Linked DNA regions of Sus scrofa: regions 1, 3, 4 and 5 are each linked to region 2. A link is a contact called in public Hi-C, HiChIP or PLAC-seq and promoter capture Hi-C data. All regions are on one chromosome and are shown on one strand. The core of a region is the stretch at or near the end of the contact, and the rest is flanking DNA. Distances in the headings are between cores, read along the strand shown. Region 1 has its middle 67 kb from the start of MIR9836. Region 2 holds the start of ARID5B (AT-rich interactive domain-containing protein 5B). Region 3 holds the start of TMEM26 (transmembrane protein 26). Region 4 has its middle 54 kb from the start of ZNF365. Region 5 overlaps RTKN2 (rhotekin-2).

Evidence for each region. Promoter capture Hi-C pulls out the DNA fragments that hold promoters and counts their contacts. Hi-C and Micro-C count contacts between places; a contact is called where the count stands out from the background. HiChIP or PLAC-seq counts read pairs in DNA pulled down with a chosen protein or histone mark.
Region 1: a contact with region 2 is called in an H3K27ac HiChIP or PLAC-seq map of alveolar macrophages. The contact joins the enhancer-like site here to the promoter of ARID5B in region 2. A contact is called at or near these places in 4 of 47 Hi-C or Micro-C datasets (fetal skeletal muscle, mesenteric adipose tissue, omental adipose tissue and 1 more) and 2 of 2 datasets of contacts at active chromatin or transcription factors (alveolar macrophages and skeletal muscle).
Region 3: an H3K27ac HiChIP or PLAC-seq map of alveolar macrophages shows a contact between it and region 2. The contact joins the promoter of TMEM26 here to the promoter of ARID5B in region 2. A contact is called at or near these places in 2 of 47 Hi-C or Micro-C datasets (both in embryonic fibroblasts) and 1 of 2 datasets of contacts at active chromatin or transcription factors (alveolar macrophages).
Region 4: a contact with region 2 is called in a promoter capture Hi-C map of liver, with 8 times the contacts expected there. The contact joins the enhancer-like site here to the promoter of ARID5B in region 2. A contact is called at or near these places in 1 of 5 promoter capture datasets (liver), 4 of 47 Hi-C or Micro-C datasets (fetal skeletal muscle, omental adipose tissue, retroperitoneal adipose tissue and 1 more) and 2 of 2 datasets of contacts at active chromatin or transcription factors (alveolar macrophages and skeletal muscle).
Region 5: a contact with region 2 is called in a Hi-C map of alveolar macrophages, with 3 times the contacts expected there. The contact joins the enhancer-like site here to the promoter of ARID5B in region 2. A contact is called at or near these places in 1 of 5 promoter capture datasets (liver), 21 of 47 Hi-C or Micro-C datasets (alveolar macrophages, blood, brain and 13 more) and 2 of 2 datasets of contacts at active chromatin or transcription factors (alveolar macrophages and skeletal muscle).

Annotation. Positions count from the first base shown.
Region 1 is chr14:65,681,631-65,686,508 of Sscrofa11.1, reverse strand. No RefSeq gene overlaps it. Among named protein-coding and RNA genes, the nearest start is that of MIR9836, 67 kb to the left of the region's middle. Within about 2 kb of position 1,273, at least 2 of the 83 cell types and tissues checked have an H3K27ac peak or open chromatin away from gene starts, as enhancers often do. A contact at or near this core is called in alveolar macrophages, where this site is marked.
Region 2 is chr14:65,407,112-65,412,265 of Sscrofa11.1, reverse strand. It overlaps ARID5B (AT-rich interactive domain-containing protein 5B), which reads right to left and starts at 3,663. Exons shown (of 10, transcript XM_021072755.1): 1 at 3,168-3,663; 2 at 2,483-2,737. The coding sequence starts at 3,188.
Region 3 is chr14:64,922,507-64,927,327 of Sscrofa11.1, reverse strand. It overlaps TMEM26 (transmembrane protein 26), which reads left to right and starts at 1,879. Exons shown (of 6, transcript NM_001244582.1): 1 at 1,879-2,152. The coding sequence starts at 1,962. All of the region lies in intron 4 of LOC106506013 (a long non-coding RNA gene), which reads right to left.
Region 4 is chr14:65,913,418-65,918,050 of Sscrofa11.1, reverse strand. No RefSeq gene overlaps it. Among named protein-coding and RNA genes, the nearest start is that of ZNF365, 54 kb to the right of the region's middle. Within about 2 kb of position 3,215, at least 1 of the 83 cell types and tissues checked has an H3K27ac peak or open chromatin away from gene starts, as enhancers often do. A contact at or near this core is called in liver, where this site is marked.
Region 5 is chr14:65,739,788-65,744,725 of Sscrofa11.1, reverse strand. RTKN2 (rhotekin-2) reads left to right here. Exons shown (of 13, transcript XM_021073059.1): 5 at 3,338-3,391; 6 at 4,675-4,792. Among named protein-coding and RNA genes, the nearest start is that of MIR9836, 8.4 kb to the left of the region's middle. Within about 2 kb of position 1,530, at least 3 of the 83 cell types and tissues checked have an H3K27ac peak or open chromatin away from gene starts, as enhancers often do. A contact at or near this core is called in alveolar macrophages, where this site is marked.

The sequences.
Region 1 (4,878 bases), core at 24-2,523, 280 kb before region 2:
GAAATTGTAACCCCTGCCCCATTTTCCTTTTTTGCTTTTTTCCTTTTGTACTTGGACTTACAGTGCATAAGAATTTAAGAGATATCTAAAATATGTCCATATATTTATTGTCACTATATTAGAACCCTACGTTAGACATTATTGGGGTTTATAAGATTAAAAAGAATATTTATTCTTGAGAAGTTCACATTTTTGTTGATGGGATTGACCATTTAGAGTATATTGATATGTTACTGTTTAAGCTTACCTCATATATATAACATATATCTGTATACAGACATTTAAAACAATCCCTGCCTACCACCAGTGAACTTAAGAAATTGACTGAAAAGATTAAATAATACATAACACAACAGTGGGCAATATGAAAGAACAGTCAGTATAACACAGTTAAGCCTCTGATTTTAAGAGATATGAGAGATCCATGAGGGGGTATGAGAACTTTTACATTGTGATTTTTCAACAAGTGCAAAAGACCTTGTATCTGTGAAAATGATGAGTTAAGCAGTATAAAATTATATACTATGAATATCTTAGAATGATGTAAGAACAGGTCATAATAGGAAGATTTTTCAAATCTAGGAGAAATAAGAATAGAAGTCAATTTATCCACTGGGCTTCTGGAGGAGTTTAATTTTACACCATTCAAATTTAAGGGAGATTAGTTGTCATGGAATTTGTGGAAAGGAATGGATTGAACAAGGCAGTTAGCCTATTGTTAAGGTAGGAATCAGCAAGCAGATTGGCATGGCTGAAGGGGCAAGGTAGGATAAGCTGGGTCACATGCAGGACTTTAATGCCAGTTCAAGAAAATAAGACAAGTTAAACTAAGTAGGAATATTTGATATCAGGACTAAATCAGCTGAGTTTGTGGAAGGAGCACTCAGCTTATGAATTGAGGGAGTGGAATTCTAGTCTATGGTTTATAGTTAATTAGCCATGTTGCCTTGGGCAAGCTGTTATTCATCTTTTCCATTTCATTATCAGTAGAACCACTGAAATGCTGTTGGTGTTTGTCTCAGGTTAACCCAGAGGGCTCTAGGTTCCTGAGATGATGCCCTTAGAGACTGCAGCCAGTGGGGATGACACTAAATGAGTGAGCCTCTGGTTCTCTCTCTTCTCATTCAGCCAGAGCAACTCCAAGTTGATCTGTTTTATATTTCAGCCCCACCCCAGGTAGTATTACAACAATCACCATTTTACAGATGAGCAATTTGAGGCACAGGACAATTAATTAACTTGCCCAAGGTCTCATGGTGAATGAGACAGGATTTGAACGTAACCAGTCATGACCTTAAGGGAGTGGTCAACTTCCTCATTGTACTCATAACCAGTAATGAATGTGAGACTGCGAAAGGCATTAAGAGCAAGTTTTGCCAGACTTGCCTCCAAACTCTTTTTCTCTAGTGATGTGATCACTTGGAATATCTTTTTGTATTAAAGCCCTCAATGCAATTGATTTCATTCACAGTTGGATCCTACTTGTATACTATCTTGGGCATCATGTCTGACCCTGGGAGGCATTTGGGAAGAAAGATTTGGGTATATGGAAACCTGACTCTACTACCAGGCTGTTTATAAATATGAAAGGGAGGAAAATACAAATTCCATCCAAGAACATCTGGGAGAATGTGAAGAGGTGGTATTTGAGCCAGGCTGGAAGAATGAGTTGATTTTTGTTAATAGCATTTCTTTTTGGCAAAAAGCAACAGATGATAAATGAAGCAAAAAAAAAAAAAAAAAAAGAATGGTGGGGGTGTTATTGAAAAGTTATTAGAATCACCCAGAGGAATGAAGGAAGCCTAAGGAGGGTTGGACAGCAACATAAAATAAAAAAGGAATAGTTTTGTTCTTCTCTTAGCTTGTTAGAATATAGTCTTTGGGGCTAGAGACTATATCAACATAGTAAACCGTTTTAATATTGAAGTGGAAGAATAGAATCACAGAACTTACCATCTAGAACTGTGGTCTAAAACAGGAGTGATTTGTGTTCACCATGGAATATTTGGTAATGTCCGGAGACATTTCTTTGGTTCCCGTGATGAGGGTTCAGGGTGCTGCTTAAATCTAGTGGTAAGAGACCAGGGATGCTGCCAAATGCATATATAAAGTCTTGTAGGATTGCACTCTGTAGATATGGAAAAGGGCATTCTGAGCAGTGGAACAGAATGAGCAATGGGGTGGAAACATTATTGTGGTTCAAAATATGTCCACAAATTCATTGACCCTGTCTTCAAAGGTAGAACGTAATTCTCCCTTTGAATATGGGCCTAGGGATTCACTTCTAACGTAGAGTTTTGGAGGAAGTGATGCAGTGTGGCTTGTGAGGATATGATATAAAGGAGAGGTTGCACCTAAGCACTTTCGTGGGTCACTTACCGAAGTGAGTGAGAGGCCAACAACTACACTCCAACAGTAGTAGAAGAGAGCCATGTGGAGAGAAACTGAGACCCCCCTCAACAACCACCACCAGCTTTTAAATGAGCCCTCAGAAGCAGATCCACCAAGGGTGATGTCAGCCTCCTGAGAAATTCCAAGCCAGAAACCACCCAGCTAAGCATTTCCTAAATTTATAAGATAATAAATGTTTATTATTTTAACCAGTAGGCTTTGGGGTATTTGTTTCCATGGAAGTAGATATTTTTTTAAAAAACATAAAAGAACAGAGAATGCTGAGGGCTTGAAATGGTTTAATTGTGTATATTGGGAATTAGAAATAGGGTTGACCAGGCAGGAGGAGTCAGATTATGGGAGGCCTTGAATGTCAAGCTAAAGCATTTGCTTTCATTTGGTGGTTGAAGAAATATGCCATATGGGATTAGTACATCCACATCACATCTGGCTTGTTCTTTCAGAGTAGGAAAGGCAGAAGTAGCTACAGTTACTATTGGATACCTTGCTCATCCTTTAAATTATCTCTAGAAGAAATGCAAGTAACCTGTAAATACCTTCACTAATGTTAAGTTCATGGAGGGCAGGGGCCATTTTATTAGTCATGCTTTGTCAGTATAAATGTGCTGAGATTAAGCTTCCCCTGGCTTTGTAAAAATTTTTTGAAGAAGATTGAAGAGAAAAATCGTTAGAATTATCCAGATCACTAATGTGACAGCATTGACTTGATTTTTCTTATCTGCCAGTCTTCTTTCAAGGAGAGGGTGACACGTTAAATTGCTCCACCTGCTACATCTTAGCATGACTAGGTTTATCACATTCTCTTTTCAGTAGGCAAGAGGAAAGGAGAGGCCTGAAGGTTGTGAAGAGTGTCACAAAAGGACGAACAGATTGAAAGGGAGGGGACCTTCAGAGGCCCCGGGCAAACCTCATTTACCTGCATCCACACTAAGGGCTTTGAATGGATTCCAAGATTCCTGCTCCCCTCTGGGGGAAGTTCAACTCTGCATTTTGTTTGGTTTGAATGGTTTTTTGTTTGCTGGTTTTTATAATTTTTGATACCAGAAGTGTTTTTTAAAATAGTTATGAAAGCAAAGCTGCTGTCATCCTGGAATCAGTCACTCAAAGTTTGTCTGGGAAATTAGAATAGTGTGTCTGGTATACTTCAACACCTTTACTATATCATGCAGCAAATATCCCAAGAAATTAAATTCAATAAAAAGTTGGAGATGTGATTACACTTGAATAGATTGCAACCCAAATCAATTACTAAAATAAAATACTTGGACTGGGAAGCCAGAAAGTGTTGGACTAAATGTACTGCAGGTCTTATCAACTCCATTTGAAAACAGCCTGTTTCATTTTCTGTCATGAACTTTCTGAGAAGCAGATAACTTTTATATTTATGTAATATTGGGGGAGGGGGACACACCACGTATTCAGTCAACACTTTGCTAGTCCCCATAGTGGGTAGGGTTCTACTGGCTGCATGGGCATATGAAGATGAGGATGAAGGCTAGTCTGTCCTCACAGAGTATATACATTAGTTGGATTGATTCAGGGATTTAGTTCCAGAGTCAGAAAAAAACAAATACTTTTGTGATCCGTTGCCATCGTTAAAATGACAATCGTACAGTGCTATACTTTTGATTCAGTGGCATAGCCCCATTTACAAATAAAATCTTTTGTAGGCCTTTTAAATGCATAAATTAGATCAAAGCGGAATTACTCTGGGGTGGGAAGGGGGTAAGGAGCCCTTGGTTTTCCTGTCCTGCTTCCTCACCCATCCCAGTTCCGAGCAGTCCCAGAATCTTCTCTATAGGACTTGGGGTTTCCCAAAACATTTGAAAACTGCTGATGTACTTCATTGCTTGAGTCTTAGTGAAGTATTGTTATACATTCAAGTTAGACACTGATGAGGTTTATTTATTTTTTTATTTTATTGAAGTATAGTGGACTTACAATGTTATATAGTTTTAGGTGTACATCAAGGTGAGTTAGTTGTACATATTCATATATCCATTCTTTTTGCCCATATAGGTTTTTACAGAGTATTAAATAGATTTCCCTGTGTTATATAGTAGGTCCTTGTTAATTATCTATTTTTATATACAGTGGTGTGTATATGTTATTCTGTTCCTAATTTATCCCTCCCCCCATGGTTTCTCCTATGGTAACTATAAGCTGGGTTTCAAAATCTCTTTGTTTCTGTTTTATAAATAAGTTCTTTTGTATCATTTTTATTAGATTCCATGTATAAGGGATATCTGAGATATCAGTGTGATAATCTCTAGGTCCATCCATGTTGATGCAAATGGCATTATTTCACTCTTTCTTATGGCTAAGTAATATTTCATTTTGTGTATGTACCACATCTTCTTAAACCATTCATCTGTCAGTAGATGTTTAGGTTGCTTCCATTTCTTGGCTATTGTAAACAGTGCTGCAGTGACCATAGGGGTGCATGTATCTTTTTGAATTATGGTT
Region 2 (5,154 bases), core at 2,414-4,913:
AAAACCGATCTGCATTGGGAAACTTTCTACCTGCTTTACATTTGTCACAATTATTTTGCACAATGCAGCCTGCATTTGCATAATTTTTAGGCGTGTCATTATCGCAATTGAAAATTGTTTTAATATGGCTGAATAATTCACAATGACATCAGCCAAAGTCCTAATGAAATATACAAGTATAATCATACAGCTAATTACCAGCCGTGTTAGCATTAAAAAACAAATCATGCATAACATTAGACGATGTATATGCAGCTGAGGATTATAAATAGAGCCATCTCCCTCCCCAAGCCCCCTAGAGTTTACTTTTAAATGGCAAGATTAATTTTCTCAGGTATGGCTCATATAGCCGTGACAAAAGGCAAAGATCATTAAAATGGTTCGCTTACATTTCCCCATAATGAATGATTTCTTTTAAAAAATCGTGTACTTAAAAATGTATCTATTCACTATCAGCAGTTCTAACAGTTCTTCGGCTAATATTTCTTTTATTCTTACATCAGAATTCATTAATTACATAACAGAAATTAAAACTGGACCAAGTGGGGTCAATTCGGGGTCTTTCAAAAATATTCCAATTTCAATTAAAGAAAAAAAAGCGTGGTCACAAAATATCCCATAAAACACTGAATAATTTCCTTCTGGGTTTAGTCAGAAGTCTATTAGGCACCAGGTCTTTTCTGGATATTTAATCCTTCCCTTTTCCAGATCACAGGCCATGTTGAAGTAATAAATTTGAAAAGCAAATAATAAGAAATCAGGAGGGGGGAGGGGGAGGAAGACAGCTGCGCAGGAAAGTTGGGTCGGGGAGGGGGCCGAGCTAGACCTTGGGAGGGAGAAAGAGCTCAACCTGTTGGTAGGCTGCAGTATTTTTCACAGTATTTCCAAACAACACCTTTGTAAAACTGCCGGCAGACGTCGGGAAATGTGAACGTTTAAAACCCAAAGCTGGCGGGGAGGGCGGAGGGGCGCTGGGGGGTGGGGGGAGGCGGAGGCGTTCGGGAGGAGGGAGGGGCTTATTTCCGAAGAGGCAGATCCGAAGGCGAACATTTTGACGAACTCCAGTAATTAACCGGCATAGACCACTGATGGGTAATTCGATCCTGGGGAGAAGAGTGAACGCGAGATGCCAAAAGTACAATCAACTCCATAAGACCAAGGAATTCTGGAAGGACTGGCAGGCAGCTTGGAGCACCGGGATGAGTTAAACGGCGAACCATTCATTTAACAAAAAGATCCTTACACCTACCTCGAAAGCTCGAGAGCCTGGCACAGAGCTAGCTGCCCTCAAAAGTCTGACTTTGATTACCCAGCTCTCGCTTGGGCAACACAAAGCCTGGCCAGGCGGCCGTGCGCCCTCCCTCCCCGCCGCGTCGAGGGTACAGCCTCCCCAAAATAGTTCCCTCTGTAGGTACCACGGCGCTGAGGTCGGTCAGCTGACGGAGGGAGCCCGCAGAACTGCGGTCACTCATGAAATGACAGAGCCGAAGAGAAGCGACCGTCCCGGTGCCCGGTGACAGTGGGCTCACCTCGGGCGTCCTCCCGGGAGCGCGGCGAGCGCCCCCGTGGCCGCCCAGAAACGTGCAGGGGAGGCTCGGTCCCTCCCCACCCTCCCCCGGAGCGCCGTCTGGGCACTGAGGACGCCGGACCCGCAGGGCCACTGGGCGAGCACACACCCCTCTGCCCTTCCCTCCCGTGTCCACGTCCCACACATCCCCAAAAATCGCGTTGGAAGACGACCACTTTGCGTGGAGTAATTGAAAACTAGAACATCAGATGTCTTGTTGGGGGGGAAGGGGGTGGGCACGAGAGATAGTTGTTACTGCTTAACGTGTTTGTGCCGGTTACACGACCGCTTTGAAATCCGCCCGGGCAGATCTGCAAGTTATTTGAATGTATTATTCCAGTACCTGTCATTTATCACTTTATTCAACACGTCTTTGCCAACTCAATAGCTTTTGATCTCACTCTGCCTCCATTTCGTAATTTCCGCCCTCTTAAACATATCAAATACTTACTTTAAAAAAAAATTAAAACGTGAACAATATCGAAACCTACCGAAAGAAATCCACCCATTCCCCGACCCAGCCAGACGCGAAGGTAAATTTTCAAAGGCAAAAAACATAAAAAGCATGTGATGTTCAGGCAGCAGTAGCAGGAGAGCGAACGATCTCTCTCTCTCTCTCTCTCTCACACACACACACACACACACGCGCACACACATCCTTGAACAAAACCCTTCTCGAACAAGTTATTTGATCTTGACTAAAATCAGCAGTTGGATCCTCTTTGTAAAGCTGACAGCCAAACTCTGACAATGGCAAAATACTCGAGCCCCAGCTAGTGGCGCTACCCCTTTAAAAAAGGAGTCGATCCTGCTCGCCTGCAGAAGTGAATACAGTATTTTCAAGCTTGCCCTGTAATAAGCATTACTGGGGGAAAAATAATAAAGGAAGAAGAAAGGGAGATATAAGTTTACCACCTCGCCATGGTCGCTATTTCTGCCCTGGGGAGTGTCTTCTGGGAGGAAATAAAGTTTAGAGCTGGATAAAAGTTGCCGGCTGGTCCTCTCTTCCCACAACAGCTGGAGCTCCGCTATGCAAATCGGATCCTTTGGCGTACATCTTACAAAGAAAAAGTCGCCAAGGGACAAAATTCTTGGTTTGCCTTCAAGGTGGAATTGAAAAGCCTTGTAGAAAATGTAAGGTCCGTGCAAGCCACACGGTGAGCCGACCCACTGCAGGGGAAAAAAGCACCAAATAAATAATGTAGCCATCAGAGCACAAACGTCTATTCCCAGACATATTTACACACAGACATCCACACTCTTAATACAGAAGAGGCAACAGATATAAAGCTGGGTGGAAAATAATAGAGCCCACAAAATTTCTGCCTCCCTTAAAAGAAAAAAAAAAAACCCTCAGCCCCCCCCCCCCCCCGCCACCTCTCCCTACCTCTCCATCTGAGGAGGTAAAATTACATTATGTATGTATGATCGGTGCAGGGATTTTTTTAAACAATAAAAATGATTTGGGGGGATGCAGAGGGTAAAAGTTTGGTGAAAAGTTTGTGGGGGGTGTGGGTGGGTGCAGAGGTGTGGGTAAGCTGGGGGCCTGGGGGGTGCCGGGGGGGTGCCGGGATCGGAGGAGCGGAGAAGAGCGAAATACCTGGAGTGAGTTGGGCTCCATCTCGACGTTCTGAATTGATTGAACTCAACATTCTCTCCAAACTTGTTGGCTTGAATGGATTGCATCAGGTCCTGGCAGGGAAAAACATTCTCTGCCTTCAGCTGGCGTAATGTCTCAATATAAAACTAAGCCCTTGCCTCCCCCCCAGCACCAAAATGATTGAAAATATGTCCTAATATTTCTCTGACGACTCAATTTTCAGCTCCTGTCAGAACTGTGTAGGGTTCCTTCCAAATGTGGGTTGATCAAATTCATAATCGGGAGAAAGGCTCCGTCCAATCTCGGCGGGAAGCGGATGGATCAAGGCAAAAAACATATAGGAAGGTTTGTAAAAATAAAATCTACTCTTAAATTGTGCAAAGATGAGATCTCCCTCTTCTCTGTCTCCCTTGTCTAGGGGTATCGTTTGGTGAGATTTTTTGGAGGAGACAAGAGGTAGCGAGCTCCGCTGTGCATCTGACAGGACCTGCTTGTATATGTCTAATATAAAGAACATTTCCTGCAGAGATTCCGGGGCGCTGCTCCTCTTTCTAATGCTCCTTAGCAGATTTGCTGTTATTAGACATGTAGATTTGTTTGATAGTTAAATTACGCTTCCTCACTGCCATGTTTTCGAGAACTAATCTGTTAAATTATCTTTTGATGCCTATTTACATGGAAGAGAAAAGTGGGTTATCGATTATATAAACATATAAATATTAATGCATTTGTTCGCTTCGCAAAAAAAAACACTCAGCAAAAAAAAAAAAAAACAGAAAGACAAGTGAGCAGTGCACACACATTTCAGGATTTTGCAAACAATATTGAACGGACAGCGACTGCATTTAGGGACTGGAACAATAAACGATGCATGATAAATCAATAAATGCGAGCAGCGAGTCTGCTCGGAATATGAATTCAGGCTCCCGGTTCTGCGTGTGCATTCTTTAATTTTGAAGTATATACACTAGTACGTGTTTACAATGCTGATGGACGCCAAGGGCGCTCTCAAATGATAATGTGTTTATATAACCCAGCGCTACAGGAATAATATACCGACTCCTACCCCACCCCCAACCCCTCCCCCGCCAAAAAAGGGAGGGGAGCTTCCTCAATAATAGTTTGAAACTGAAAAAATCCATTTGCAAACTAGTTAAATACAACCAGAAATTAAGCTGTTGAAAACCGGGGGCATGAACCGTAAGACAATAAAGGCTTTAAATGTGTATATTTATTGTTCTGGAGCCCTGGAGCATTGCGAGGTTTGCATGCACGGCTATTATGCAAACACAGAGAAACTTAAGAGCGACAGAACAAGGAACAGGCAGAGACTGCAAAGCCCTCGCTCGCTCCGACCCAGCTGCCGGTCCTCCGCCAGGCTAGATTGCATTTTCGCAGTGTTGATGTAAAATGGTGTACTCGCTTCCCCCACGCTCCCCCACCCCCTTCTCGGCTCTCCTCCCACTCCTTTCAGTATACCCCCCCCCCGCCTCCGATTTTATTATATTGGCACCAATCTTTCCAAAGTGGGTCTGGCATGCTAAAAAAGTAAACATGTACTATATGGGGAATAAGGTCTGTTATAGTATGACAGTTGAAACTTGATCTGTGATAAAATTACAGGATGTTGAAATTACTAGTAAGCTATTTTTAACGCTTTCGCAACGTTTCACCTCTAGTCACAGCATCTAGTTGAAACAGGATTACTTTAATGAAAATTATATTCACATGGCTGAAGTTAATACACCCGGCAGAGCACAAATGCCTCATATTCAGTGACTTGAGGTGGAAAGACCCTCTCTGTGTATTTTTATGCCTTTTCATAACGTCTGAGTCCGATGCAGTAAGAATTAGGGCACTTAACATTATCTAAACCACATTTTTGATTCAGAACATGGGGAAGTAATAAAAGGCAAGATCTATCTCGTTTCTATACACACAGAGATAAACGAAAGAAAATGGCAGATCCTCCAATTACAATAAGTAA
Region 3 (4,821 bases), core at 630-3,129, 480 kb after region 2:
ATTCCAAGGCTTAACAGGCTCTTACTACCTGCCAGGTGCTTTACATGAATGATGCACTTTATTTATTTATTTATTTATTTATTTATTTATTTATTTGCCAAACCATTGGCATTTGGAATTTCTCCAGCCAGAGATCAAACCCACACAAGAGCACACACCTGAGCTGCTGTGGTGACAATGCCAGATCTTTAACCTGCTGTACCACAAAGGACCTCCTACAGTAACTCAACAAAGGTCACAACACAACTAAGGGGCTGAGCCAGGAGTCCAAGATGGCCAGCTGAGCCAGTGTGAGGGTTCCAATGTCCACAGCGTGCTGCCTCCCATGGCACTGGTCTACATGCTTTCAGGCATCACTGGTATACAGTCACTGGTCACTATGCCATTAGGCTATGTTGAAGGGCACTCTAATAAACGGCCCCAGGATATCACTGCTGGGTTTCCTGTAAGCCATCAGAGAATGCACACCCACAGGAAAAAAAAATCTCTCTAATCACAGTACCAGAAATAACTGAGCTTCTGTGAAGCAGTTGGATTTTTTTTTCACCCTAGTGAAGGCAGCAATCATATAATTCAGAGATTTCTACCTCATTTTAAGAAAAGTACAGGATGATTTTAAGTCAAACCTAACCAAGAAACATATTCTCTTTGAGTTTTAGTTTCAATTTTACCAATGTGGCCAAAAGAGCATTCCCACTTGGTAGTAATAGGACTACTGCTTATTTTTTCGGAAAGCTGGAGGCTGAGGCACAGAGGCTTAGAAGGTAATAATAATATCAAGCAAGAGCTCAATGACTTAGCCTCATTTTATTTATTTTTGTAATTACCTTCCATTTATAGCTGACTATACTGATTTTCCATTTATAAATGATATAAAGTTTCCTTTAAAAATTATTTCAGTAAAAAGTTGAGTCCCTTTAAGAGAAAATGTTAAATAAATAGTGGTACAGGTGGTAGGATACCAAACAAGGAAACAAAAATCATGAAGGTGTTCTGGGAAACCGTGACTTCAGTTTCCTCTTTGCCTTGGATGCTGGAAAGACAGCGCTCAGTTCTTCAGTCATTGCTCTCAAGGGTGCAGTTCTCCCCTCCATGAATTTCTCCTTCTAATCTAACGCCTGGCTGTATCTTCCATATCCTCCGCACTGCCCCCTCTGCCTTTTTGACTTGCCACCCTATTTCCTTTCAGAAAAAAAAAAAAAAAAAAAAAAATAGTGGGGGTTGGGGAAGACATAATAAAGAATATCTCTGCTTTAACGTCACCTTTTCCAAAAAGTAAAAGTGAGGTGCAAGGAGCTTTCAGAAAGCCCAGAGCACCATACTGCCTCTAGTCCTGGGAAGTTTTTAATTCTTGGAATTGGGCAGGAACCGGTATTTCTAAAACTGTCCAGACAGGACAGCGGATTCTTTGGCTCTCCCGCTTCCCATCTTAGAGTTAACCACGAGAGCCTGTTTCTGTAAGAAGTGAGTGAATTAAAGTACTTCAGCAGCAAAGTAAGCAGTACGGTCCCCCAGGCATCCCCCTCCCCCTTTCTGGCTCTACAGCCCCATGACCTTCAGTCTACCTCTCTCCTCTTTCAAATCCCTCGAGTGGGAGGGGGGTTTCCTCCGGGACCCCACAGAGGCCTGGGGATGGGGGTCGAGGGCAGGGATGGAGAGTGGCCTCCCCGGGATTGGGAGGGGGATGGGCAGACGAGGTAAAAGGTGCGGAGCCAGAGCCGCATAGTCCCAGACTCCCCGGAAAGCCCGAAAAGCTACGTCTAGAATCTCCTCGCCTTCCAGAGTTGTCAGGAAGTTTGGGGGAGGGGCGCTGCGCTCTCCGCGGGCGGCGGGAGCGTGAGGGAGGACGAAAGCAGCCGCAGGTCTCCGAGCTGTCACGTTCCGCCCACGGGCGGGCTCCGGTGTTCCCGGCGGGTCCGCCGGGCACGGGTGCGGGGCGGCCGGCAGAGCGCGCGGGCGGCATGGAGGGACTGGTCCTGCTCAACGCCCTGGCCACCCGGCTGCTCTTCGTGCTGCACTCGCTGGTCGGAGTCTGGCGAGTGACCGAGGTGAAGAAGGAGCCATGGTACTGGCTGTTGGCGCTGCTCAACCTCTTGCTCTTTCTGGAGATGGCGCTGACCCTCAAATACAAGAGCGGCAGAGGCTACAAATGGTGAGCGCACCCTGGGAAAGGGAGGGAGCGTCAAGCCCTGGGTACTGTCCGCCGTGGCACTCGCGGACAGCCTCAGAGCTCGAATCCCCGCAGTCCGCGGCTTCTTTACCGGGACTCGGACCCCCTTTGTCCTCGCTGGGAGCTTCGAAAGAGCGCGAGATGCTTGGGCGTCTTTTGGGCACGCCGGAGAGCCCCTGGGTCCCAGGGCAACAGGGGAAAGGCTCGAGTCACAGCCACGCGCCGCCCAGTCCCAGGTTTGGCAACTTGGAAGATGGAGAAAAAAGAAGGGAAGAGCTTCCCTGCTCTGCAAAAAGTGCTCCAAAGTGGGAAAGTCTTGGGGGCAAAAGGGATGTCGTGCGCCCTAGGTCCTGAATCTGGGTGTGTGTGGTTGTGCAGGGGTTAGCCTGAGGGCATGCAGTTGTGGGAATGCCCGTCGCTGGGCATCAGTGACTTGGGCAAGAGCTTGTGCTCATCCCACATACTCCCGGGTGAGAAGCCTTGGTTTAAGCTGCTTTGTTTGGTTCTAGCCCCGCGCGCCATGGCAAGGAACCGGCCTCAGGTGTCCTCCGGACTTGGTTGCTTTAGAGCCTTTGATAATGGTCAGCCAATCTTCTCAAAGATGGACTGCGCTGCTCATGAAGGGACTCTCTGGTAGTGGTTCAGACTTAACCTCCACGTGCCACACTACAGGCTCTGCCTGATGCCTTATTTCCTCCCCTAAAGACTTGAATGGCAATCAAAGAATTGAGAAAAGGATTCCTTGCCATTTACAATGAGCCTCTATCTGCATTGCTCCACTCCCAGGAGGTTTTCATCCCCAACTTCTCCAAGTTAGGGCTTTTCCTGTATTATTTTTTAAAACAATGAATCTATGTTTTCATATATATCAATGTTTTTTAAAAATCCAATGCTATGAGAAAGAGGAAAATGCTATTAGCCAATTCAAGAATTATAAACACTATAGCATTATAGTTATCCAGCATACTAAGAAAAACAAATTCCTTCAGCAGTTTTACATATTAACTACAAAGTCTGTGTATTTTATGACAATCCAAGGGAGAGAATATGTTGTCTCTTAATATGATGTGAATTTTGCTTGAATTTGCCACTGACAAAAAATTGCTAGAATTATCAATGAAAAAAACTATTCAAGTAGAATCTAAAGTAGAATGTCACTGCCCCCCACCCCTTAACAGCTTATTAAGCAGGACAGATCTGAGATACTTTCCAGTGTGCCTTTTGGAAGTCTGAAAGAAAAATGGTATTAGTTCCCCAAAGAAGCCTTAAGGTTAAAGAAACAAAAGGCAGAAAAGTGTTCACTTAGCAAGCAGGTCATATGAGATTGATTTGGTTTTTACTCACTAGCTTTAACATGCTAGGGTAGAAAATATCTTCAGGAGGATGAAGTCTGAGGCTGCAAAATGTTCCATGGGAAGTAGTCCTGCTAGCAACCATCACCAGAGCTTCTGGGAGAAATGTCAACCTCAGAAGAGGGACTCACTCAGCCAGCCCTGAAATATTCTCCTCCCTCTCAAAGAGTGGACCAGAGGGCTTAGCTCACATTAAGTCAGAATTCCTTGCCACTTGTGCAGGAATCCTGTAGACAAAGGATCCTTCACGTCTATATCACCACCGATTACTGGTTGACTCAGACTGACATCTAACTTCAAACCCAGAGAGAGGGAAAAAAGGTTGGGGCAAAAAGGATGATAGTCAATGCATCAAGTTAAATGGGAAACTGGGAGCATGTTTATGTATAGAGTGTGGCCTCAAAATCAGTCAGATAATGGAGTAAAATCTAGGCTCTCCTACTTACTTGCTGTGAGACATTGAGCAAGTTACTTAACCATTTTGAGTCTCAATTTCCTCATCTATAAATATTTATCTCATGGGTTGTTATGAATGAATGAGATAATATATATTGATGATCGAAGAATACACAAGAAATGGTCTTATATAGATCTTAGAGTTTTTATTTTTCTTTTTATTAAAAATATTCTGTGTCAAGTGAACATATTTTATGTCTGTATAAGTCAAAAAGCTTTAGTTGAGGGACTGGCTAATAAACCGCTGGTTCAGAGTCAAAAAGAAGAAAACAATTCTCACCTTTATTTTAGAACAGGCTCATGATGTATATTGTTATGTTACAGCACTAATTTTAAAAATTGCTACCTCAATATCTAGACTATATTTGAGAATAAGCAAAAAAACCTTGATAGGTTTTGATTATAAAATTTCAGGAACAAATGAGTCTTGTAAAAAGATCTAAATAGAAATGTGTATAGTAACGCTTTGTTCTACTGATATTACCAAATACAGCTGAGTCTATAAATATGGTCATTTTTGTGATGGACAAAGCTCAAATGATATTCTTTCATAAGTTGGCAAAAAAAAAAATCAGAAAATGGAATGTGAAAAAATTATTCCTGATAGAACATGGTGACAATTAAGAAAAGTTTGATTTGGGACATATTCCATTTCTGGGTTGAAGTTTTCTGAGTAAGGGAAAGTGTAATTTTTTGTTGTTTTGAATGGTAAAAAAGTTTTCATTGGAAAATCAAGGCTGATTGAATAAAAAAAGATAAAGTAAATATTATGGCAATATCCACACCTCTAAGTAGGAAAATGTTACTATAGAGATCTATATGTAGATCCATATAAGTATAACT
Region 4 (4,633 bases), core at 1,966-4,465, 510 kb before region 2:
TTGGGTGAACTTGTACTTCCTTTTGGTTTGATTGCCCTGGTAATCCAGGCTTTCAGGGGAAACCCAATGGAGTGTTTTGCTGGGGACAGATCTTTAAATTTGCTAAATCTCATGGAGAATGAAAAGTAGGTAGAAATAAATGCCTTTTTTGGAGGTACTGGAAGAGGTTCAGTGTGAATTTAGAACTTACAATAAAATATTTTGGGAACAGATTTTTTTTAATACTATTTGAGATAAATAAGTTGTGTTTCCTGTTTATATTCTCTTCAGTCTTACTGATATAGTTGAAAGCCTTTAGGCCCTGAACTGTGTCTTGATTTGCTACTGCAAAATTGCTTACCTTCTTTCATTATAATAGTAATAGGTGCTATTGTTTTTTGAGCATTCAACAAATAATAGCAATACCCAACACCGCATGAAATTGAAAATATGGAAGTACCAATTTTACTTACAATGTTCTAAAAGGTTTTGTAAGAAATTTTACAATATAAATTATTTGTTTAAGTGAGGGATTTAGAAAGAAAATCCAGAAAATGTCAGTGGTCAATCTTTCTGTGCTAGATTTGTGAATACCAAGGTACCCATTCAGTGAAATACTTTCTAGATATCAGACTCCAAGATGGAAAAGACCAAAGTTATTCAAAGCATAGGAGCAGTATTGACGTTCTGTCATCACTAAGACTGTTCCTTGATAGGAAGATTCTGAGGGTTAAGTCAAGTAGAGCATTGGCTCAAATTCCTCTTGGAGCTGATGAACATACATCAGGGGCCAAATCACAAAGACAACATGGGGAACATGAAAAATGTCCTCCTAAAACACATTTGTCCCTCAGTATTAAGCAGTGCTAATCTGGGCAAAGGCCGAACTCCCCAACAGAGCCCATGTTCAAAAGGCCATGACTTCCAGGTTTGATGAGCATCTGCTCATGAACATATAACTACTAGAAGCCTTGGTGGTAGCAAATCCCATATATAACCATTCTAAAAGATAAAGATTTTCCAACAGTTTGTTTTTACGGACAGAGAGCTAAGATCTCAACAGGTGATTTGTCTAAGCTCACAATGTATGTTTGTGACCAACTATATGATAGGACTCCGGATCTGTTCTTTATTCTATATCAAATCTCCTTTCTTCAGTGTCATTTTTAAATTTTTTTGAGTTATTTTTTCTTTTTAGGACTACACCTGTGGCATGTGGAAATTCCCAGGATAGGTGTTGAATCAGAGATGTAGCTGTCAGCCCACGCCATAACCACAGCAATGCCAGATCCAAGCCACATCTATGGCTTACATCTCAGCTTACAGCAACATGGATCCTTAACCCAATGAGCAAGGTCAGGGATCAAACCCGCATCCTCATGGATAATAGTTGGGTTCTTAACCTGCTGAGCCACAACAGAAACTCCTTAAGTATCATTTTTGGATGTTGATATCATTATTGGAGTCTCTGTTTGCACTGAGTACTAGGAAGGAAGGAAGGAAGGAGAGAGAGAGACAAAGAAAAGGAAGGAAGGAAGGAAGGAAAGAGAGAGAAAGAAAGACAGACAGAAAGAAAGAAAGAAAGAAAGAAAGAAAGAAAGAAAGAAAGAAGAAAGAAAGAAGAAAGAAAGAAAGAAAAGAAAGAAGGAAAGAAAAGAAAGGAAAGAGAGAAAGAAAGAAAGAAAGAAGAAAGAAAGAAAGAAAGGAAAGAAAGGAAAGAAAGAAAGAAAGAAGAAAGAAAGAAAGAAAGAAAGAAAGAAAAAAGAAAAAGAAAGAAAGAAAGGAGTTCTCGTCCTGGCTCAGTGGTTAACACATCTGACTAGGAACCATGAGGTTGCAGGTTCAATCCCTGGCTTTGCTCAGTGGATTAAGGATTCGGCAATGCTGTGAGCTGCGGTGTAGGTCACAGTTGCAGCTTGGATCTCACGTTGCTGTGGCTCTGGGGTAGGCTGGTAGCTATAGCTCCAGTTAGACCCCTAGCCTGGGAACCTCCATATGTTGAGGAAGTGGCCCTACAAAAGGCAAAAAAGACAAAAAAAAAAAAAAAAAAAAAAAAAGAAAGAAAGAAAGAGGAAAACATTGAAAATCAGCTATAATTTTAGAAAATAGATTTTGAAAGTTTTAAGAAGCAACCACAAAAAAAAAAAAGAAGAAGAACAAATAAATTCATGTAAGCCTCCCCAGTTAAAATGGCAAAATGTAGAATGGAAGATTTATCAGATTTTTTTTTTTATGAAACTCTCCTTAAAATGTTATCCATTCTTACTTCATTTTTAATCCAGAATCACATTCTCTGTTTTGTCTTGTCCTTATTTTTGAAAGATTACTTAATTGCACATACCCTTAGATCTAGAAATTCATCATAAACATACACTCCCAAAGAATTCTTGGATGTACAGTTACGGCAATAATCGAACCCATAAAAAGCAGAATATATTCATCAATAGGAGACTGGTTTAAAAAAAGTCAACATGGTATATACATAGACTATATTGCTATTAAAAGGAGAGAGAGAAGAAAAGAGATTTTGGACATATTATAAAGAGAACTAAGAACAGTATGCATGTATGTAGACTGCTCTATGTGAGTTTGTTTTTTGAGAGTTCATATACACATATATATGCTTTTGCATAGAAGAAAATCCTGGAAGGATACTTAAGAGCAGGACTATTTTCACTATTAGCATTACTACTTTAAAATAATTTCATAAGTAATAAGAAAGAGCAAGTAGGGGGGTGGGAAGCCATTGTGTTTTTCAGGATCTGGGGATGTTGGCCAAAATCAGTAGGTTTGTTGACCTATTGGTAAAAATTAATCCACCCAAGCAGGGCTGCTGGAACTGCAACCAGGGAATGTGATAGAGACAGATGGTGAAACACTTGACTTATACCAACTGCTTTGGTTTTCCCCTTTGGCCAAACACATTAAGAAACATTTAAAAGGGAAACACTATAATTATGCCCTACATGATAAATAAAAACAGCAGCAAAATTATAGGATTAGACTCTTAATCCTTATTACCACCTACTTAGAAGACGGGTGTGACAGCCATTCATTCAGGAATACACCTGAGGCCACACCTTATTTGTCATATTACATCTTGTTTGTCAGATACCTTATGCTTAGTATTACAGCAGAAAGAAAAATAACCACAGAAATTCCACCCAACAAGCTATCCAAATTAGCTGAGTGTTTGCATAGCCCTAGAAACTTTGCCAATGTCTCTTTCTCCTTCCTATTTGGCAGCTTGCACTTTGGTAGTGAGTGATGAGAGATTGTTTATAAAGTGTCATCAAGCTAGCATTTCCTGTTCTCTCGAGAGTTTTAGTTTTGTGGCTTGTAAAGCTTAAGGTAAAAACTTCATAGGGGTATATTCCACTCTATTTATATTATGTTATACTATATATCTTAAAATAAAGAGGGCCTTCACCATCTTTTTGTTTTTAGGGGAAAAAAAATGAAAATTTCATGGATATATAGTTCTGTTAAAGCCTTTCTCAAAAGCAATTTGAGGTCTATAAAACAAGAGCCTTAAAAATGTCTTTACTTTTTGAACTGGAAATTTTACATTTATAATTCCATCTTAATCGAAGAAGTAAACAAGATTTAGATACAAGGTTGTTCAAATTATTACTGTCATAGTGGAATCATTCTTCTGTTGAATAATAGAGTTAAATCAGCTACAGTGATTCATATGATAGAATGGTACAGTGTCATTAAGAATATTAGTGACAAGGTTCATATAAACTATTATTTATAATGTTAATTGTAGCTCTTTCTGAGATTTGGGATGATTTTATGATTCCCCGTACATTCTAAGTTTCCTACAATGAATCTTTTCTCTTATTACCAGAAAAACACAAATGTAAAAATGTACTGGTTTTCATGAAACTTTGTTCAGTAACTACCACTTACCCATTGAGAACTGGTGATTGGTTCCAGTCAGCCCTCACCTAGGAGTTGGCCCTTACTCACAGTAACCTCAGCAGCATCACCATCATTCTATACATGCCAGCAGAATGGGGCTGTAACTAAGTAAGCCTCTATGGCAAGCACTTCTAGTGCAAAAACATCAGAACTTTAATTTTTCCCCAGTTCTAATTATGATTCCCAGTGGTAGGCATAACATCCAGCTTCACACTGTCTTAGTCTCTGATAGGCAAAAGAGAGACACCCCCCCAAACCATCAATACAAAGGAACCTCATTTCTCCCCCTGACATTATAAGCCAGTTATTGAAACTTGCTGAGAAGTTAGAAGAATGGCATGTTATAATGTCCCTAATAAATTGAACTGTGGATAGATATTCAGGGAGTTACCCCACCAACACACACCCACACACAAATGCGCACATGCACACAGAGTTTAAGAGTAATAAACTGACTCCCAACTTGTTACTAACAGATAAATTTTTTCATCTTGTAGTTTATTTAAAAAGTCATAATCTGATTCTATTTGTTGTTTACAGTAATCTCCACTTAAGCATTTTGTGAAAGGATATCAGAAGGGCTCAGCAATCTTAAGGAAGTTTATCTTAAACAACTTCTTTAAATGGCAGATATGCTTATGATAAATCAGTTTTTAACAAAAGCCACTTTGAGATTTTTAAGGCTAGGTGTGGGAGGATCAGTACTTAATACCATTCAGTATCTATT
Region 5 (4,938 bases), core at 281-2,780, 330 kb before region 2:
TTGAATAGAAGCATTGAAGTACGCATCTTGGTCTTGTCCTAGATTTTAGTGAGAAAGCTTTAGACTTTTTACCATTGAGTATATGTTGGCTATAGTTTTATCATAAGTGGCTTTTATTATGTTGAGATATGTTCCTTTTACTTACTTTGGTGAGTTTTTATCATGAATGGATGTTGAATTTTATCAAATGCTTTTTCTGCATCTATTGAGATGATCATGCGGTTTTTGTCCTCTCTTTTGTTGATGTGGTATATGACATTGATTGGTTTTTTCCATGTTGAACTATTCTTGTGACCCTGGGATGAATCCCACTTGGTCATGGTATATCATCTTTTTTATTTGTTGTTGGAATCAATTTGCTTATATTTTGTTTAGAATTTTTGCCTCTATATTCATCAACGATATTGGCCTTAATTTTCTTTTTTGGTAGTGTGTTTGTCTGGTTTTTGTATCAAAGTGATGGTGGCTTCATAGAATAATTTTGGGAGTGTTCCCTCCTTGCCAGTCTTTTAGAAGAGTTTGAGTTAAGTTCTTTGTATTTTTGGCAGAATCCCCCAGTGAAGCCATCCAATCTTGGACTTTTGTTTGCAGGGATGTTTTATTTATTAACCTGTTTGTTTATTACAGATTCTATTTCATTTCTAGTGATTGGTTTGTTCAAATTACCTATTTCTTCTTGATTCAGTTTTGGTGGACTTGTGAGTGTAGCGGGTTAATGATCCAGTTTGTCTGTGGTGTTGCCAGTTCGATCCCCATCCTGGCACAGTGGGTTAAGGATCTGGTGTTGCTGCAGCTATGGCTTGGATTCAATCCCTGACCTGGAAATTTACATATGCTGTAGAAGTGGCTGAAAAAGGAAAAACAAACAAACAAACCCAGTTTTGGTGGGTTTTATGTTTCTAGAAAGTCACCCACTTCTTTTAGGTTTTCCAGTTTGTTGGCATATAATTGTTCATAATTATTCTCTTACAGTTTTTTTTTTTATTTCTTCAGTTTGGTTGTTTTGTTTGAGTCCTCTGTCTTTTCTTCTTGGTGAGCCTGGCCAGAGGTTTGTCAATTTTGTTTACCCTTTCAAAAAACCAGCTCTTGGTTATATTGATTTCTTCCATTGTTTTTTCTCTTTTACTTATTTACTCTCAGATCATTATCATTTTCTTCTTTCTGCTGACTTTAGACTTGTTCTTCTTTTTCTAATTCTTGTAGGTAGTATGTTAGGTTGTTTACTTGAGATTTTTCTTGCTTTTTGAGGAAGGCCTATATTGCTATGAACTTCCTTCTTAGGACTGCTTTTGATACGTCCCATAGATTTTTGTATGGTTGTGTTTTCACAGTCAGTTAGACCCAATTGATAATTTTAGAACATTTCATCCATAAAACCCAGAGCATACATTTTTTTTTTCAAGTGAACGTGGAGCATTCTCTAGGAGACGACGTACCAGGACGCAAAACAAGCCTTAAGAAATTTAAGAGGATAGGAACTATTTGATGCATCTTTTCTGACCACTTCAGCATGAAACTAGAAATAAACCATAAAAAGGGAAATGAGAAAAAAAAACCCCAAACCCCATGAAAACCACTATATGCGGACTACACAACATCTTACTAAAAAACTATTGGGTCAGTGATGAAATCAAAGAGGAAATTGAAAAGTACTTTGAGACAAATGACAAAACATAACCATGAATTGGCAAATATATTTTAAAAATTGTTATCAGATGTGTGTAAAGGGTTTTTAGCTTGGCACATGGGGAGAGCTCTGTAAGTAATATTATTATTTTTTTTACCAAAAGTGCTAAGGCACCAGTGGGAAGAGCACACATACATTCCTACCTAGTTGGGCAGGTTAGGGATGAAGGAGTAATGTAAAGCTATTCTAGAAAGGAAATTGGACACAGGCACTCAGAACCTTAGAAAGAATTCTAAACAAATAGAAATGTAGACAAAAGATTATGGGATCTAAAGGTGAAGCACAATGTAAAGGTAGCCAACTATTTATGTTCATAAAGATTTGTAATTATTTGAAAGTGGCATAATTGGATATGAAAACTGCACTTAAACTTCCTAAGTGTAGTAGGGAAGTGTCTTAGATAAGAAATTTTCCACAAGGGCTTGAGTCGTTGATACAGTTTTCATTCTGAGTAACTAAAACTAACTTTACTTTACCATTGAGATCTCTGCTGTGCTGTATTATGCTGCGATCACACATCTTAATCTATTAGTAGAATCTAAATCCTTTAACTTGGAAATTAGCATAGGCATGTCAGAGGGAAATTGTTACTGCATAATGTTAACCTAATATTAAATGGAAGAATAGAGGAAACTAGAAAGGAAAAATTTTGACTGTGTCAAAGCTCTAGATTAATTTGTGGAATAAAGATCATTAACGCAATCACTTTAGAGTTTGAAGAATGTGTGAATGAAAAGAATGTGTTTAGAATATTTTCAGAATGTATGTTCTTTTTTTGACCTGAAAGAAGCAATGTATTCCTCTTTTTCACTTTTATTTTTTAAGGGAAATGTTACAGTTTGTAACACGAATATACAAAGATCTGTAAATTCTTTTGTAGACAAAGAAAATCTTAATGGAAAGGTCTTGGATTTTTTCGTCTAGGCTGGGTTTCTCCCAGAAACCAATAATCTTAGGCAATTCACTTAATTTTCTTCATCTTTAAAAAGTTTTCTTTCCTTCCTTCCTTCCTTCCTTCCTTCCTTCCTTCCTTCCTTCCTTCCTTTCTTTCTTTCTTTCTTTTTCTCTTTTTCTTTCTTTCAAGGGCCACAGGTGCAACATATAGAAGTTTCCAGGCTAGGGGTCAAATTGGAGCTACAGCTGCCAGCCTACGCTACAACCACAGTAATGCACGATCTGAGCCATGTCTGTCACAATGGGAACACCTAAAGTTTTCATAGTGGATAAAAGTTCTAAGGTTCTTTCTACCTCTGTGATTCTATGATTTTGAAGTGTATTTAACTACATTTGCTGCTGCTGCATACCCAACATAAAAATTCAACACTGAGTTCCTCATAATTCACCTATTTCAAAAACAAATCACAAAATGAAAAAGTTTCAGCATAAGCTTATTACAGATCTTAATAACTTAGTTTCTTAAGTAATGGTAGGTTTTTTTTAAGTATATTATTTAAGTGAGTATTACGGATTTTATATTCCCAGTCTAAGCTGTTTTTAAGAGAAAATGTCACTGTGTTAGAAAATTTAAATAATAAATAAATATTAGCTTTAATGGTCAGAATCCATTATGGAATTCATAGGTTTATTTCACTCTTAGCAATGAAATTTGCCAAAATTATTATTGTCATTTCTTTTTCCCTGCTTTTATAGATATTCGTATACCACTAATGTGGAAAGACTCTGATCACTTCAGCAATAAAGAACGTATGTATAATTTTTAATTGTAATAGAAATGTTTTCTTTTGTATATTGTAAATATTTGATTATTGGGAGAAAAAGTTGCTTCCACGCTGAAATAAATTGATGTTATTTGCCATAATAAGTAGCATCTTGTTGATAGGAACCAGTACAGGATAATGAGTAACAGGTAATAGGGAAGGAAAATGTGGAATAAAAGGAAATGTTGAAGGAGTAAATGTAAAGGCAACATTATTTGACCAGAATTCTTGGAGAGCTTTTTTCTGCCTTGTTTTGTTTACCTCAGATTATTTAACAAGATGTAAGAGGGAAAGATTTTTTAGCTCCATCTGATTTTTTTTTCCCCTTTAGCATTTTATGGCTTTATTTGGTCTTAAAAAAATCCATGCATTGCTTAAGTCATGAAAATTAACCTCATGTGATTTCTAGCTGTACAGCAGAAAAGATGTAACAATCCTTTATCTTTCTTGTCTGCTGTGATAGCTTTGTTCTTCATACTTTAAAAACTGAATCAGATTGAGCATAATTAGTTTTATATGAAGAATCCAAAATCAAGTTAGTATATTTGTTATTCAATTAGAAAATATAGTTTACTTTACAAAAGAATGCATGTGGGAATTAAGTACATCTTTCTGGTTACTATGCAGAATTAAGTTTTTTTGAAGAGCTACTTTTTCTCAGTAATAAGGATTTAGTCCTTTAATTACCTAATACTTTTTAAAAAAATCATCAAATTAAAAGGCCCAGCAGCTATGGTTTTTGTGTTCATGTCTACTTTTTATTGTTTTTGTGGTTTCCTCCCTTGCCGTTAGCTTGGTGGAAAATGTTTTGCTGTTACTGGGCCTGCTCTTAACCTCTTACAATAGAAAACTTATTTTTCTTAAATATATGTGGAAACCAAAATGACAAGGGTAATAGTATATATAGAATAATAAAGTTGCAATTAATTAAAGCTTAAAGAATTTTCTAGGAGTAAAATTTATGAGTTGGGTGCTTGCTTTAGGCTGCTGAGCAGCCTATATTTTTAACTTTATTTTTTGATACTCTCTAGTTTAATTGTTGTATTCTGGTTGGGTAAGATATTAACATAGGCTGACAAAATAGTCTCTATAAAAAGTTAAAGAATCACAATGTACAGTGTATGAAAATAAGACTCTATTAGCAAATATTTAGGATTTAAAATTTTTGTTAATATTTAATTAATTTTTTAAAATTTTCAAGTAGATTGTAACATAGTGTAAGCAGGACATCACATGGATCATTGCCTTAATGCTATTTTTCTTCTCTAGGATCACAGCGCTATGCCATTTTTTGTTTATTCAAAATGGGAGCTGAAGTTTTTGATTCTGACATGGTGATTGTAGATAAAACAATCACAGATATATGTTTTGAAAATGTAACTGTGTTGTAAGTATTTTTTAATCTTCATTGAATGAAAATAATCTAAAATTCTACTTTTTTTCAAAGAAAGACAGAACTCTTAGATTATTTTTGAAGCAATAAAATCTTTAAATGTTTAAATTGACCTTGAACATTGCATTATTCAAAAGAAG